Linked DNA regions of Zea mays: regions 2 and 3 are each linked to region 1. A link is a contact called in public Hi-C data. All regions are on one chromosome and are shown on one strand. The core of a region is the stretch at or near the end of the contact, and the rest is flanking DNA. Distances in the headings are between cores, read along the strand shown.

Region 1 (4,942 bases), core at 979-3,478:
ACAATATGGATCATGAGAACACAAAGCATATGAAGCATGTAAATCATATAAATAAAATAAGTATATAAGCATGGTTCATGGATTATTGCGGAACAACTGGAAATAAACAGATAACAATATAAACAGGATGATTGTACAATTAAGACAGACAGATATAACATATCATAATACGATAGAACAGAGGTACATACGACATATATAATATGCAGAATATAAAACAGTAACGAACTGAATTGATCATACCCTCCCATGCGTTCCGAGGATCCTGATCCTTGTCCAACTTCTCTTGTCATCCGATCGAGATGAAGACGCCAGGAACCAGCGATGAAGACAACGACAGACGTTGGGCAGTCGCGAAGGCGCTCCCAAAAACCTAATTGCCGATCCCCCGAGCAGGGTCTCGAACGGCAAGGACTTCGGAGGCACCTGCCCTCTCGCCTCTCTGTGCGCGTAGAGCCACGAGATGGAAATACCCTCACTCGGCGGCTGAACTGTGATTCTGAAAGTGCTCGCGTGTACCGAGTGACAGGGGTGCTCCTCTATTTAACCTCTCGCAGAGGGAAGCTGAAGGAGAAAAGTCGCCAAGTCACGCCAAGAGTCGGCCAGCTCTAGCCGAGTTATGCCATGAGTCGGCCAGCTCTCGCCGAGTCACGCCATGAGTCGGCAGCTGAAGGAGAAGGGTCACTCGGCTGACGTACGCGGTTAGTGAGTGCTAAAAATTAACACAAGTGGCACGTCCTTGTCCATTTCTTGACTTCTCAAGTTAAGTGGAATAAATCCCACCATATAAGTCAAGGCAAAAGACCCTTGGACTTCCAATGTGGTACTATTGGTATTCTCCACCATTACACACCATAGAGTTTATTCAATAAATGGACCAAGCCCATAAAAGATCCAACACTGCAACCTCAAAATTATTTTCTATCTCAGTTTGATCATCTCTAGGACCATCGTTAATGTCAACAACATTATCAATATCAATTATAGGATCTTGCTCAAGGGTCTGATTGGCAGATGACACTTGTGATTCTTTTAGAACAAACCTATCCATAGATCCTTTCATAGATTGAGTTAAATTTTCAATTCTTTGTTTCTTCTTACGTTTTTGATAGCCTGAATCATGTTTTCTAATTGGATTTGACTAGAAGACATGACTTTGATGCACTGTTCAATAAACACAGGAATATATATAGGATGTCATGTAAACAAAAATAAAAACAAATTGCTATACGCGTAGACATAGTAAATGAATAGATTGTCTTGGGCAATTACCTGCAGGCGAAATGGAATTTTGGAGGATCACTGGATCAGCGATTCAGCATCTTGGGACTTGGGAGGAGGAGCCAAGTAGCCAGCATCCAACAACATCTAGACACGACAGGTCAGGTCAGTAGAAAACTGGAAATTGAGATTTGAGAGAAGAGGAGCAGTCTGCAGTCGTGCAACAGGAATTGGGAACAAGGGACTCACGCTGTCACGCCCGCTGCCTGGAAAAGTCAACTAGCAGAGCAGACCAATAGCGGTAGGTATTAGGGAAACTTTTTTGGGGCCTCCACAAATTCATGGACCCTGTACGGTCGAACTGGCCGCACATGCTCAGGCCACTTCTCCTTTCCAAGGTAAGACTGAGCTTCTAACCACTCGAACTCGAGCTCATATTCATTTGTGCTATACAAAAAATATATATTATAAATATTATGAATATAGAAACCGTAGTAACTCAGGGACAACTAACTAGTACCTACTTATATTAAGTCCCTCTACTAAAAAAATAATTTTAGAATACATGCCACTATTATTTTGAGGAGAACAAAAAACTAAGTGTCTCCCAAAAATTCTAGACGTTTAAAAGAAATTCAGAGGTACACAATCTATTTTATGAGGCGGTTCAAAAAATGTCATTTATGTAAGTTGATTAATATAAAAACTAGCCTCATAAAAGATCTGCCTCTGTTAATACTTAGGGCCTGTTTGGTGGGCTGGCTCGGGCGCCACACCACGCCACCCTCCGGCTGCCGCGGGTGTGGCGCCCAAATCGGCCGCCGCAGGTGTGGCGGGCTGCGGCGCCGTAGGCTCCTCTCCAAACAGACCCTTAATATGTCAAACCCGAGCACACAACGAGGTTCATATAACCTAAAAGAAAAGCTAAACTTTTCGTGAGCCGTTTTCGAGGCATCGTCAGCCCAGCCCATATCTCATCTCTCTTCCGAGCACGAGCGGACTTGTTAGCCCACCTGCATTGCCTGACGTGCTGCAGGACGAGGTGTAGTATCTTGGGCATGCCAGCGTGTGCGTCGCGTTAATACTCGCGTTAATAACGTATGGTTGTGTGGGTAGTCTGTGACTAAGGGCTTGTTTATCTACCTCAAGATTATATAATCTAGCTTAAGTTAAAAACCAAACAAACATCATAGAATATTAGGATTAGGTGGAGTATATAATCTAGATGCCTAAATTATGATAATTCATAAGCAGTTCATTAGGTACCTAAATAATCTACAAGCTAGAGTACATAATCATTACTATAGGACAGACGATTATTTTCGGCGGCGTTTATTTTCGGTGGTATATGGCCTATTTTCGGCGCCTTCTGGTCGGCTAAAAAATAGTTTCTATTTTCGGCGGCCACGCTGAGGCCACCGAAAATAAGTTATTTTCGAAGGTTTTACTCGGACGCCGAAAAAAACTTGTGATTTTCATCGGTCTAACTACAGCCGCCAAAAACTATACAGATTTATTTTTGGCGGCCTAGACATGTCCACCGAAAATAAGTAATTTCAGAGAAAAATATGAAAAAATGTAAAATCACAACAATTTCAACGACAACAATATAATCACAATGTTATGACAGCAACAAAATTTCAGAATTACACACATTCAACACAAAATATCACAATTCACCACAATTCCTCACAAAATACATCACAGTCCACCAAAATACCTTACAAATCCATTATAATCTACCACAAACTCACAATTCCATCACAAATACATCATAATCTATCGGTGACGGTGTGTGTCAGCGGCAGCAGGCGACTTCACAGCCGGGCGAGGCGAGGGCGGCGGCGGCGGTCGACGCAGAGAGATAAAGGGGTGCGCGGTCGGGACAGAGGCAGGGGCGCGCGGTCGGGCAGAGAGAGAAAGGGGTAAAAGGATTTTTAAACCGTTAATTTTAGACGGTCTTAGGTTGGCCGTCGAAAATAGCGGTTATTTTTGGCGGCTGTGTCAGTGGCTGTCGAAAGCAAGGCTATTTTTGGCGGCAATTGCAGAGCGCCGAAAATAACCATTATTTTTGGTGGCCAGAGCCTTATCGCTGAAAATGCTTACTGTTGTTGTTGTGCATGTAAGGAAACAAATAAGGCCTAAGTGAGAGGTATAAATTATGATACTTGCGTGTGTCTTGAGAAGGGGTATAAGAAACCTAAACAAAGAATACTCTGTTTGAATAATTCATCGTTTCCCTCTTTTGTGTCCTTCCTATGCGGGACTCCTCCTTGTGTCCGTATCCGGACCTTCGATCGTGAGAAGTCTCCTCCCTATGTCTGGGCTTAGACTGTCTCTAGAAAGGTCCCCTAAATTCCATCCCCTAAAGAAATATTTTATGTCCTTTACAACACACTCTAAAAGATTATGTTCTCTATATTTTCTCAGTCTCCAGCAACGTCCTCTATATCTTATTCTCTATATTTTATAAACTATACTAATACAAATTATCAACTTCAAATATTGTATATTATATTAGCTAAGTGCAACGTTAACTCTAACAAGACGGTCATCGGATTCCAGCCAAGCAAATAAACTAGGCCGAGGGAGGAAATGGAATAAAAATCACCCGCCAGCAAGAGCCGCTTGGGCGCCTCACTGCCACCATGGAATCGACTTCCTTCCTATTTGCAGCAGCCGGCGTGGAGGAAGGGGCACAGTAGGACCAGTGGCCTCACCAACAGCGACAAGAAGCTGCCCGAAAGAGGGGCCAAGGCAGATAGCGGACGCACGAGAAGTCTCTAGATTTAGCGTGTACGGTCGTGGTCCTCTATTATACCGAATTATTTACTGGACGTTGCTGGACGCCGTAGCGGACGTATAGAGCGCTAAATATAGCGGATAGATCCATTTAGCGGACCTTGTTGGACACAGCCTAACGGTTGCACCTTAGCGTGATTTTTTTTCTTCCTTGTCTTGTACAAAGAAAGATCGAGGGCTCCTTGCCGATGGTGCAACTTAGATCAAGTCCTAACGGTTGCACCACCTTCTTGTCAGCGGTGCAAGTCCAGCCGAGAGAAGTAGTGCAATGGTGTTGGGTTGAGCCCTCTGATGGCGGCACAAGTCCAACCATGAAGAAGCAGCCGGCTAGGTGAGCCCCTTTGATGACGGCGTCAGGGATGGCCAGGGTCGGTCTTACATTTTAGGGGCTTTGAACCAAAACTAACTTGGTGCCCCTCTCATCTCATTCTATATGTGTATGTATGTAATATATATTTATATATAAATTTGTTAAAAACATGATTGTTGACCATAAATATTTTTTCAATAATTTTAGTTTTAAAAGTTTTTTTGGTAAATGGAACAATTACTTAGATTCAATATACAATCTATACTACTTCTTAAAACAGTAGTGTAGGCGTCCACACGGTGCACGGTTTTGCCCTCCACGCCCGCCAGCCCCTGCCTCCGTGGCCCCCTTCCCTCGCCCTCCGACCGTGATCCCTGCCGGCAAACCCGACCGCCATCCTCCTCCCCCGCCTCCCTTCCATCCTAGCCCACCCCTTCCATACTCCTCCCCGCATCCCGTCATCCTCGCCAACCTCGCGGATGTGCACCACAATCCTCGCCCCCACGTCCGCGCTCGAATGATGAAAGCCGTGCCCACCTCGTTGAGCTTCAAAGGCCGCACCCGGCCATCCTCGCCCCCGAGCCCGCAATCCCCTTCCATCGGTGGTAT
Region 2 (4,942 bases), core at 1,662-4,161, 200 kb before region 1:
CTTGTCTTTTACTTATGATTTCAGGTGCTTCCCCAAAGTTGGGATTCAGGTTCCTCGTGACCTCGCTTTTATTCGTAGCAATACATGCAAATAAGCAAATAATGGATACAAATAATATTACACCAAACATGGAAATAAACTGTATAGGAATATTCTATGCGTCGCTATGAGATCGTAGATTCAAAAACTACTAAAATCGGATTTAAAATGAATTACTTATGACTTTTCTAAGTTCTAGGTCATTTTGATATTATTTTTATACCTAAAATCGATTATCAGATATTTTCCATGATTTTCCTTAATTTATTTTACCTAGAAAGGACGACGGCCATTAATAACTAGAAGTTCAGGGTTAAAACGCTAAAAACAGGACCTATTGGTAACATTCTTTAGACATTGCAGGACTGCGGGTTTATTACTCGAAACCTCATGGGCTCTTAATTAAAAATGCCATGGCGAAGGTGTACGGTTACTTCTAGGTCACTAGATCCAAACTCTGTGGCCTAGATTAGATCAAGCCGAAGAGGTACTGCTAACCCTAGCCACACATCACGAGGTCCACGGTCAGCGACAAGGATCCCACAGAACCATCCGATCACAGATCTGCAGGTACGATTTAATACATGATGGGGTATGAGATAGACCTAATCTGGATCGTTTGCTCTAGAATCAACGGCCCGGAGCATTCCCTCCTCAGGCGCAGCGACCCAAGAGGTGGCGCTTGCCAGCCGCAGCGGCGACCACGACGGAGAGCGGTGGTTCAGCCCTCTAGTGACCCTTCCCCAGTTCTAACATGCTCTATACGTAGCTAGGCACACGATAGACTCAGAGGAGAGGTTCTTACCTGCGAATTGTGTCACGACACCCCTAACCCACAGCGTAGGCGGGCAGGCGGCGATCTGTTAGGGAATGTGACGACCCATGTCGGCCATGTGCTAAGGGAAACACTACAAAGGAGCAGTGCGGTCACCAGGATGATGCATCGAATATCAGAATATTGTTGTTCATCTCCCTTCTCCACTTTCCTCTCTCCCATGTATCCTCTACCTTCCTCTCTAGGTTCTTCTAAACCCTTCTAGAGTGGCTTCAGCATTCTTCTCCTATCCTTAATCCTCATGTTGTTCTTCCTTTTCGGACTATAATTATTTGTAATCACTGCTGTTGAGTTTAATAAATACACACTAGTAGTGAGTTGTTAACAATTGGTATCAGAGGAGTCAATTCTCGGTCAAGTTCCATGGATCCTGCTGCCCTCAAGTTTCTCCTCGATGAGATTGGCAGACTTTTCTATGAGAAGAGCGCGAAGTGGGATAGAAGGTTTTCTCGGTGGAATGTGAAGCGGGAGCCAGAACCATACCTCAGAGATGAAGTTACAGCAGAGGAAGTAGCGACCAGCGATCTGCGCGAGGCACGCGATCTAGAACGGGAAGAGGCCGAGCATGCGGAGCTCCATGGAGATAGGAGCCAGGGAGGACCGATGCGGGGCGAGAGGTCGCGCTCGCGGCACATGTGCTTGTCGCCGATGCGTGCGTAGCCAGAATCGTCGACGGCGTCGTGCCCTTCGCCGCACCAGCGAGAAGCACACCCCAGTCGCGGTCAACTCCTACGTCCCAGCCTTCGCCGCTCGGTTTAACGGTTTCTACCTCGACCACATGGCCTTCCTCAGCAACGGGCCCAACTTTGACCTTATTGGCTCCGTCGTCTCCAAGGACAGAGAGGAGGCCAACAAGTGCATGCCCTCGCAGGACAAGCCTATCATCAACATTGATCTGCCAGACTACATGGAGACATCGTTTCCGGAGTCGGCCCTCCACGACGTTCCCAGCGCCAACTGCCCAACTACATGGAGGCGCTCACCATTTGTTCGACTCTAGGGCTCGGCCTCACTGAGCACGCCATGGATGAGCTCATTAGGATGGCGCAGGCCAGCGAGCACTTGTGGGTGAAGATTGGCGATCACGAGGTGCTCAATGTCAACACGTACGACAGCATCTTTGCCAAGCCAGATGGCTCGTTCTGTGGCCTCGACGTGCACATCGACGCAAGGTTCAGCGCCCCCCTGTCGCGCTCGTGCTGCCTCCCATCGGGATGCCTCATCATCGACATGGCCGACGGCTCCTCCAAGGTGACCTGAGTCGAGCACATGGAGATCCAGGACAGGGTTCCATCCACTTGCTCTGCCACGGCCTCGTCCTCAGCGGGGCGGTGTTCGGGGCCAGTGCGGTCACCAGGATGACGCATTGAATATCAGAATACTGTTGTTCATCTCCCTTCTCCATTTTCCTCTTTTCCATGTATCCTCTACCTTCCTCTCTAGGTTCTTCTAGACCCTTCTAGAGTGGATTCAGCATTCTTCTCCTATCCTTAATCCTCATGTTGTTCTTCCTTCTAGACTATAATTCTCTGTAATGGCTAATGTTGAGTTTAATCAATACACACTAGTAGTGAGTTGTTAACATGATCTCCTGACTCCGGTGAGCAATTGATTGATAGCCACACGCTCCTCTGGCTCCATAGACCCATAGCCATGATCCATGGCTCCTGAAGAATCTCCCAGACCTACTTGCTCAACCTCTGATAACGACGCTCCCTGGTTCCGCTTACGGTGGTGCCCTCTCTGCGGTTCGTCGTGGAAGCAAGGGGATAAGCTGTAGAATTCTCAACGGGGGTGCGACGACCACGAGTTTATATCCTCACGCCTTGGCCTGGTGGCAAACAACATCAGACTATGGTGCCCGGATCGAATCTTCCCCTTCGTGATCTCTGTGTTCGGATTGTAACTACTCGGCTGGGTTTGTTGCGATAGAGATGGAGCTGACGAGGCGGCCCCACCTCTTAGAGACACTATCACATGTGAACACAAGGAAGAGAGGCTGACCACCGAGGGCCCCTAGGTCGGCGTCGCACGAGCGTGGGCGACTCGGTTTAAGTTGGGCCGGCACGGTGGATGCGGTCATATGGGCCTAGGGTGACGGAAGGGAAGTGAGGAGTGGGCCAAAGAGGGGGGAAACCAGCCCAAGTGCCAATTTCCCTTACTTATTTTTCTGTTTTCATTTTCCTAATTTCAATTCAAGTTTAAATTTAAATTTTGAATTGTATTTAAATGGAGTTCAAACTTCAAGCCTATTTAAATGCACAAACCAAAATCTCGGCATGGATTCAAAATTTAGTTTTATTTATTTATTACCTTAGCTAAGCAAAGGTTTTAAAATGTGCAAGTCATACCAAAAATAGTTACTTTGAGAATAATAAATCCTAGAGTATATTTTTTATTAAGAGATTTTTTTAACTTAAATATATAGTTAAACAAAAGGGATGGCTAAATTCATATAGTGATTCTTTCATTTTTTTTTGTTAGCAAACATATTTATTCTAGGAGATGTATCCTTAAAGGTAAGAGAAATTCTTATTAAAAGATATTCTAATGCTAACTTATGGAGAATCCTACCAAATATCAGAATGAGATTTTGAGGTGCTACACATGTGTAAGCTGGTATGAGACCTGTTTATAGTATTTTTGGTAACCTGAAACCCGAAAACTGTTTTGAATGTTGTGCATGTTGCTTTTTGAGTTTTTGGTAACCTGAAACCTATTGTGTATGATGTGCATATTGCTTTGTGGAAACCTAAAATATGTTTTGTATACAACAACTTCTATGCTGGTATTAGATTGAAACCATAGAAGCTGATGTTTTGTATGCTGCTTGTGTGCACAAGGTTCCACAAAGCTTCTATGGTTCAGACCAAAGAAGCGGTTATTTTGTATGGCACTCTTTTACTATGTTATGCTGAAAAAGTATTGAATTGTTAGAGTGTTGGCAAGAAGAGCTTTGCTTATAGTACTGCACAAGTTGACCAGAACTCACAATGGATGAAGCCACATACCCAAAAGGATGGAAAATGATCAAAGAAGACCTCCCAATTAGGGTCAGATGTCAAGTAACTAAATTGAGGGTCACCATTTGTAATTCTGAATTAATGTTTAGTAACATAGATTGATATGCATTTGTTGCTGCCAAGGTAGTTTCAATCATCTCAATAACTATATAGCTTCTAGACAATGACGAAACATATAACTTCTTGTTTTCCATGTCAACCTTGTTTATCTCTTGCTTGTTTGTCTTTGCTCCTGGCTTGCCATTACATACCTGGCTTGCCATTACATACTATAAGCTTCTGCAGTTTTCACATATGGCGTGACATGTGTGCATTATTGTGGTTGTGTAACTTGCAGATTTCCACTTGACCGTTAACTTGCTTGATGCATGTCCAGGTCATGAATTTCATGTTGTGAGGGGAACAAATTCCAACATGGTGTGGTGAACAGACCAGACCAGAGCAGGGACACAAAGGTTCAGCAGATGTACAAATGTTTGATAGGAGAGATATAGTTTGTGTGACATTATGTTGCTTGTTTCTTAAATAGTCAACATTTTTATAAATTTTATGTTATCTCGATAGGCCACACATAAGAACACCTTATCTTCTAGTGGTATCACATGGCTAATGCAACTAGGTTGTTGTTAGGTCATTGCAATATAAGTCAAATGGATCGTTGTAGAAGATACTTCCTCCGTCCCAATTTATAATTCGTTTTACTTTTTTATCCTAAGTTTGACCGACTCGTCTATTGGTCACTTGTTCTCAAATGTTGTGAGTCAAGAACAAGGCAACACAATTGTTAATCGTTAAGGACCTTCGTCCTTCGAAGCATTATCTCCTTGCGGGTATAATACTTCTTAGACGAAGGAATAGAAGGACATACCTTCATCATATCAATATAAGGATAGAAATGCGAGGGAATAAGTATGATAATTAAATCTTAATAATTCATTTATTCTTGCATTTCATAAAACATAAACGAATATCAACAATGTTAATATTAAATTGATACCTTCGGCTTGCTCGAAGGTGACGATGCGAGAGAGTGAATACAATTCAG
Region 3 (4,942 bases), core at 857-3,356, 160 kb before region 1:
CTAGTTTTATAGATACATGTCTTGAGTTTTTTTACATTCACCTCCTTAGACACACTCGAACACACAACTCAAGATACCTATTATACATGCCCTAATCCCAACCACATCTATGAAGTTTTCTTTAGGGATCACTGTAGTCACCAGCCGTCTCTAAAAGTCCTCTATTTTTAAAGATATGTGTTGATACACTACCGGACATAAGCTCTTTGTCGAGTGCCCCAGACACTCGGCAAAGACCATTTTACACTCGACAAAGCCTTTGCCGAGTGTTACACTCGACAAAGAATACTCGACAAACATTTTATCAGCAAAGGGTTCTTTGCCGAGTACTTTTTTGGACACTCGACAAAGCCTTTACTGAGTGTCGAAAAACACTCAGCAAAGAAAAGCACTTGGCAAATTAAGAATCACAAAAAAACCTCAAAAACAGCAAAATATTTTTTAAATTAGGGGAACAACTCCCTAACCACTTCCATTGCCCTACTCATCGCCATATCATTTTCATCATTTTTTGAATCAAATTTACATGTTTTGTGAATGGTGAGATTCAAACTGAACCTCTCTCTCGCGCATAACCTTATCTACCACTACACTACTACATCAGTTATCTCTGTATTATGTTTTTCATTCCTCATGTAGTATAACAAACCGAGAGTAATTTGATTAGTTTAGACACTAAATGAATCCAATTGAAAATATTGCCAACTATAAAGTTGTATAACTTTTCAAGATCTACAAGTTCTATTTTGATAGTTTCTACGTCCGAGTCCGTTTACAAAATTTAAATTTCAAATTTGAAAACTTCACACGAATTTTTTTATGATAAGATGATTTCAAATTAAAAATTTGTCAATTACAAAGTTTCATTACATTTCAAGACCTACAACTTTTATTTTAGTGTTTTTTCCATCCGATGTAGTTTGAAAAATCCAAAATTTAAAATTCAAACATAGTTTTGCATGACAAGGTAATTTCAAACCAAAACACTATCAACTATAAAGTTTCATAACTTTTCAAAACCTATAACTTTCATGTTGGTGGTTTTTCCATTCGAGGTCGTTTTCAAAATTAAAATTTGTTAAATTCAGATGTAGTTTTTGTTGACAAGATGACTTCAAATGAAAAAGTTGCCAACAATAAAATTCTATAACTTCTCAAGATCTACAAAGTTTATTTTGTTTATTTGGTTATTTGTTCATCCACATGATGGTTCTAACATTATTCACAAATCTTGTATATCTCTCTTGTTGTTTCATAAACTACGAGAGAAATATGTTTTATTAACAAATTTACTTTTATTTTGTCATATGAAGAAATGATCAAATATAAATTATATATCTTGATGAGTTATACAAATTTGTAATTGAAAACTTTTCATTTGAAATTAATTTACCGCTTCAAAATATGATTTTTAAACTATCTTTGCCTAGTGTTGAAAAAAACACTTGGCAAAGAAGCTCTTTGCCTAATGTCAAAAAAACAATTGGGAAAGAAGCTCTTTAACTAGTGTTAAAAAAACACTCGGCAAAGAAACTCTTTGCCGAGCGTCAAAAATAAAAATACTTGACAAAGAGTTTCTTTGCCGAGTGTTTTTTTACCGAGAGTTTTTTACTTGGCACTCGGCAAAGAGCTTTTTTGTCGAGTGCCCGAAAGAAAAACACTCGGCAAATCATTTTGTACTTGGCAAAGAGCCGAATTCCGGTAGTGATAATAGTCACCTATAGAGATAAATTTATAGAGACGGCCGGGGTTAGAGCTACCTCTATAACTTATCTTTAAAGACGGTTTATTTTATGGGGCGTCTTTGTGTTTTGAAAATCATTTTTAGTACATAAAGAACAAAATAATTTCAATTTTATTATGATGTAATAAGAATCTTCGTTGCCTAAAAAGCCTAGATATGATATTTAGCTGGCCTTTCCGAAAGAAATCCATATATGCTGAGCTATGTGTGACAAAGACACACACGATGTATCTTAAGAATCGAGTTGTTCGTTTGAGTTTAATGCCAAGCCAACTGTTCGGACTGTTGTAGTTGTGTAATCTATGTAATCTATAAAGACAAAACAGTATAAAATTATAGAAGTCGGTACGGATCAAAGCCTGATGTCCAATCCACGTACTCTTCTTTTACCTCTTTATTGAAGGTTAAGCACAAGAACAATGTTCCCCAAAGAACAAAGAACATAATTACTTAAAGTACAGTTCCCATCCATTTCTAGCTACTTAAACCCTAGTTCAAGAAAAGCATCTTCGTCTGCATACCACCTTTATTAACCCCTTCTACTTACATGCATGTAATTTTTCGGTCGATCTCCAAGTTATTCATACAGCAGCGGTAGCCTTGGCAGACCAGACCAGAGAGGCAAAAATTGCTAGTAGCAGTAGCAGTAGCAGCTAGAAGCCATGTTAATAATTTTTGTTTCACCATGCACACTACCTCTTAATTAAGTGTTGCTGGTTAATTCATTAGTTGGCACTTGGCAGCACGGATGGACGATGGATGTGAATGAAGATGCATGCACGATGCGGTGGCCATGGGCGTCAGGCGGTGCTCCTCTCGAGCATCTCGCAGAAGCGCTTGAAGGAGTCGAGCTTCTGCAGCTTGAGCTGGCGGTGGATGCGGCGGATGAAGACGTCGGCGACGTGGTCGATCTCGTCCTCGAGGCTGAACTCGGCGGCGTTGCCGTCGCCGGCCTCCCGCGCCCTGGCGTCGCGCATGACGTCGATGACCGAGCCCGGCGCGTTGACCAGCTCGTCGTCCTCGTCGGCGAACAGCGAGTGGGTGAGGTAGTCGTCGCTGTCCTCCTCCTCCTCCTCCTGCGGCGGCGGCTCCGCCTCGTGGGCGCCCAGCTCCGCGGAGAAGCTGTAGCTGGGGGGCTTGTAGAGCACGATGGCCTTATTCCTGCCGCCGCCGCCGCCGCCGTCTTCGTCGCTGCTGTCGCGCTGCTGCTTGCCGGCGCCGTTGTCTGCTGCTTCCTGCTGCTGCCCCATGATGGCGTGGATCTTGTGGTTGATGGCGGTGACGAGCAGCTTCTTGTTGCGGAGGATGCCGAAGATGAGGAGGCGCGTCTTGAGGGCGCTGGTCTTGACGCGCACCGCCGTGGACTTGGCCTTGACTACCGCCACGATGGTCGACACCATCTGCTTCAGGAACCTCGACGCCTTGCCCTTCATCTTAGTTGTTACACACTTGCCTCGCTAGCTTGCAGCTGCAGTATGTAGCGGCTGTAGCGTGGAGAGATTCTTGTGGATGGTGGTGTCAGTGTGTGTGTATGTGACGGACAGTACTGGCCGGCTAGCGACGATTGGAGTGTGTTGTTGGATGGTTGGACATGGAGTTTGGCCTGTGGGACGCCGTGGGTATATATAGAGGTCGGCTGGGCACAAGCCCTCATCTTGAGGGGCAGGAATGGAGCTAGGGCACAGGGGCAGGGTCGAGGAGGAGGATATCTGGATTCTGGAGCCTGCAGCCAGGAGGAGGTCAGCACTCAGCAAGTGGTGGGCTTTGTGTGTTTGCATGCATGTGCTGCTAGAAGCTTCAGGGTTACTCTGGAACCAAAAGCAACCGGTTTAACACCGCACGACACGGGGTGGATATCCCCCCGGGTTAAGGAATGGAATGGGCGCGAGAACAGAGGAAAATATGATGCCGGGCGCGCCAAAGGTTAGCGAGAAAGCGAAAGCAGCCGTAACAACAGGTGATCAAAGGCGGTGGGCACGCACGCACGCATGCATGCATGCAAATTAAGCTGGCTAGTACGGAGAGTAAAAGTTGATGGATGCGTCGTGTCTGCGCGCGCGCTTTGCGCTCTCAGAAAAATAAAAGGAGCTTGGGGGATGGGGGGTGTGGCATCATGCATGCATGGTCCAGCTACGCTGTAGCCAAACGCCCAGCCATATGGGATCACCGTCAAGGATTACAGATCCGCTCCAAAACTGGCGAAACCCGGTCCGGTTTCCCGCTATTGGACCGGACCGGCCGGTAATAGTTTTTTTCGAGTGATGTGTTTTTTAAACTCGTCTAAAATTTAAAAAGTTTGAAAAAAAATAAAAAATGAAGCCGGTAAAAACACAATGAAAACATGTAAAAAGCAATGGTTTGTCGCTGAGAAAACCGATAAACCATTTTACTTACATTTGAAATGCAAACCGGTCGACAAATTTGAAAATCGGTTTCTCAATCAGGAAAACTGGTTTCTGGTTTCTCAGTGGGTTTTAGCGGTTTACTGGCAGGTTACCATTTTTTTAAAGCATTCCTCTTTTGGCTAGATCCAATCTCCCAGCCGGTGCCTCCAGGAAGGGAGGATTAGGGAAGCCCTATTGATTACTGCTTTCTCCGGACCGCCGAGAAAAGCAAGGCTCGAATGGTACGATCCATCGAAGACACATGCCATGATTTTCAAATCTTTTCTATTTAAGTAGTTTAAAGTAGTCTACATTTCTCGGTGAGGTTAATTAATTCCGTCGTTGTGGTTGGACTCTATTATGGACTTCTAACCACATTCTCCATATGTCCCTCTTAGATCTCCTTTCTCCAATCTTTGTATCAAAACCGAAATGCACGATTTGAATGTGACTGAAATGCACGATCTTCATAGGTATTACTTTTCATGAGACCTAAACCTAAAAGGTGGAATAACGATTTTTCGAACCATTTCCTATAAGATAAGGGTTTACCTTACTTTGAAATTAGATTTTGTATCAAAGTATATCTATTGCATCAAAGAAAAAAAGGAAATCTGTGAACAACGCAGTCTACACTGTGAATGACTATATGACTGAACTGATAAAACCGATCTAAGGGGTCGAAGGTTAAGAAATGAATTTGAAAAGGAAATCGCTCGTTATTGGTAGTTTTGCGAGCGTTTGTTCGTTACCGCCAACCTCCGGTTTTTAGCGTCTAAACGGTTTGGCGTACGTTAACCGTGGTTGCCGACGC

Evidence for each region. A called contact is a pair of places that touch in the nucleus more often than the background predicts.
Region 2: a Hi-C map of ear shows a contact between it and region 1, with 4 times the contacts expected there. The contact joins two enhancer-like sites. A contact is called at or near these places in 2 of 25 Hi-C or Micro-C datasets (ear and tassel).
Region 3: a contact with region 1 is called in a Hi-C map of ear, with 2.2 times the contacts expected there. The contact joins the promoter of LOC100192731 here to the enhancer-like site in region 1. A contact is called at or near these places in 2 of 25 Hi-C or Micro-C datasets (ear and tassel).

Annotation. Positions count from the first base shown.
Region 1 is chr2:74,879,612-74,884,553 of Zm-B73-REFERENCE-NAM-5.0, reverse strand. No RefSeq gene overlaps it. Among protein-coding and RNA genes, the nearest start is that of LOC103646589, 62 kb to the right of the region's middle. Within about 2 kb of position 2,228, at least 9 of the 20 cell types and tissues checked have an H3K27ac peak or open chromatin away from gene starts, as enhancers often do. A contact at or near this core is called in ear, where this site is marked.
Region 2 is chr2:75,077,015-75,081,956 of Zm-B73-REFERENCE-NAM-5.0, reverse strand. No RefSeq gene overlaps it. Among protein-coding and RNA genes, the nearest start is that of LOC103646592, 5.7 kb to the left of the region's middle. Within about 2 kb of position 2,911, at least 19 of the 20 cell types and tissues checked have an H3K27ac peak or open chromatin away from gene starts, as enhancers often do. A contact at or near this core is called in ear, where this site is marked.
Region 3 is chr2:75,042,800-75,047,741 of Zm-B73-REFERENCE-NAM-5.0, reverse strand. It overlaps LOC100192731, which reads left to right and starts at 2,106. Exons shown (of 1, transcript NM_001137931.3): 1 at 2,106-3,321. The coding sequence starts at 2,500. The coding sequence ends at 3,225.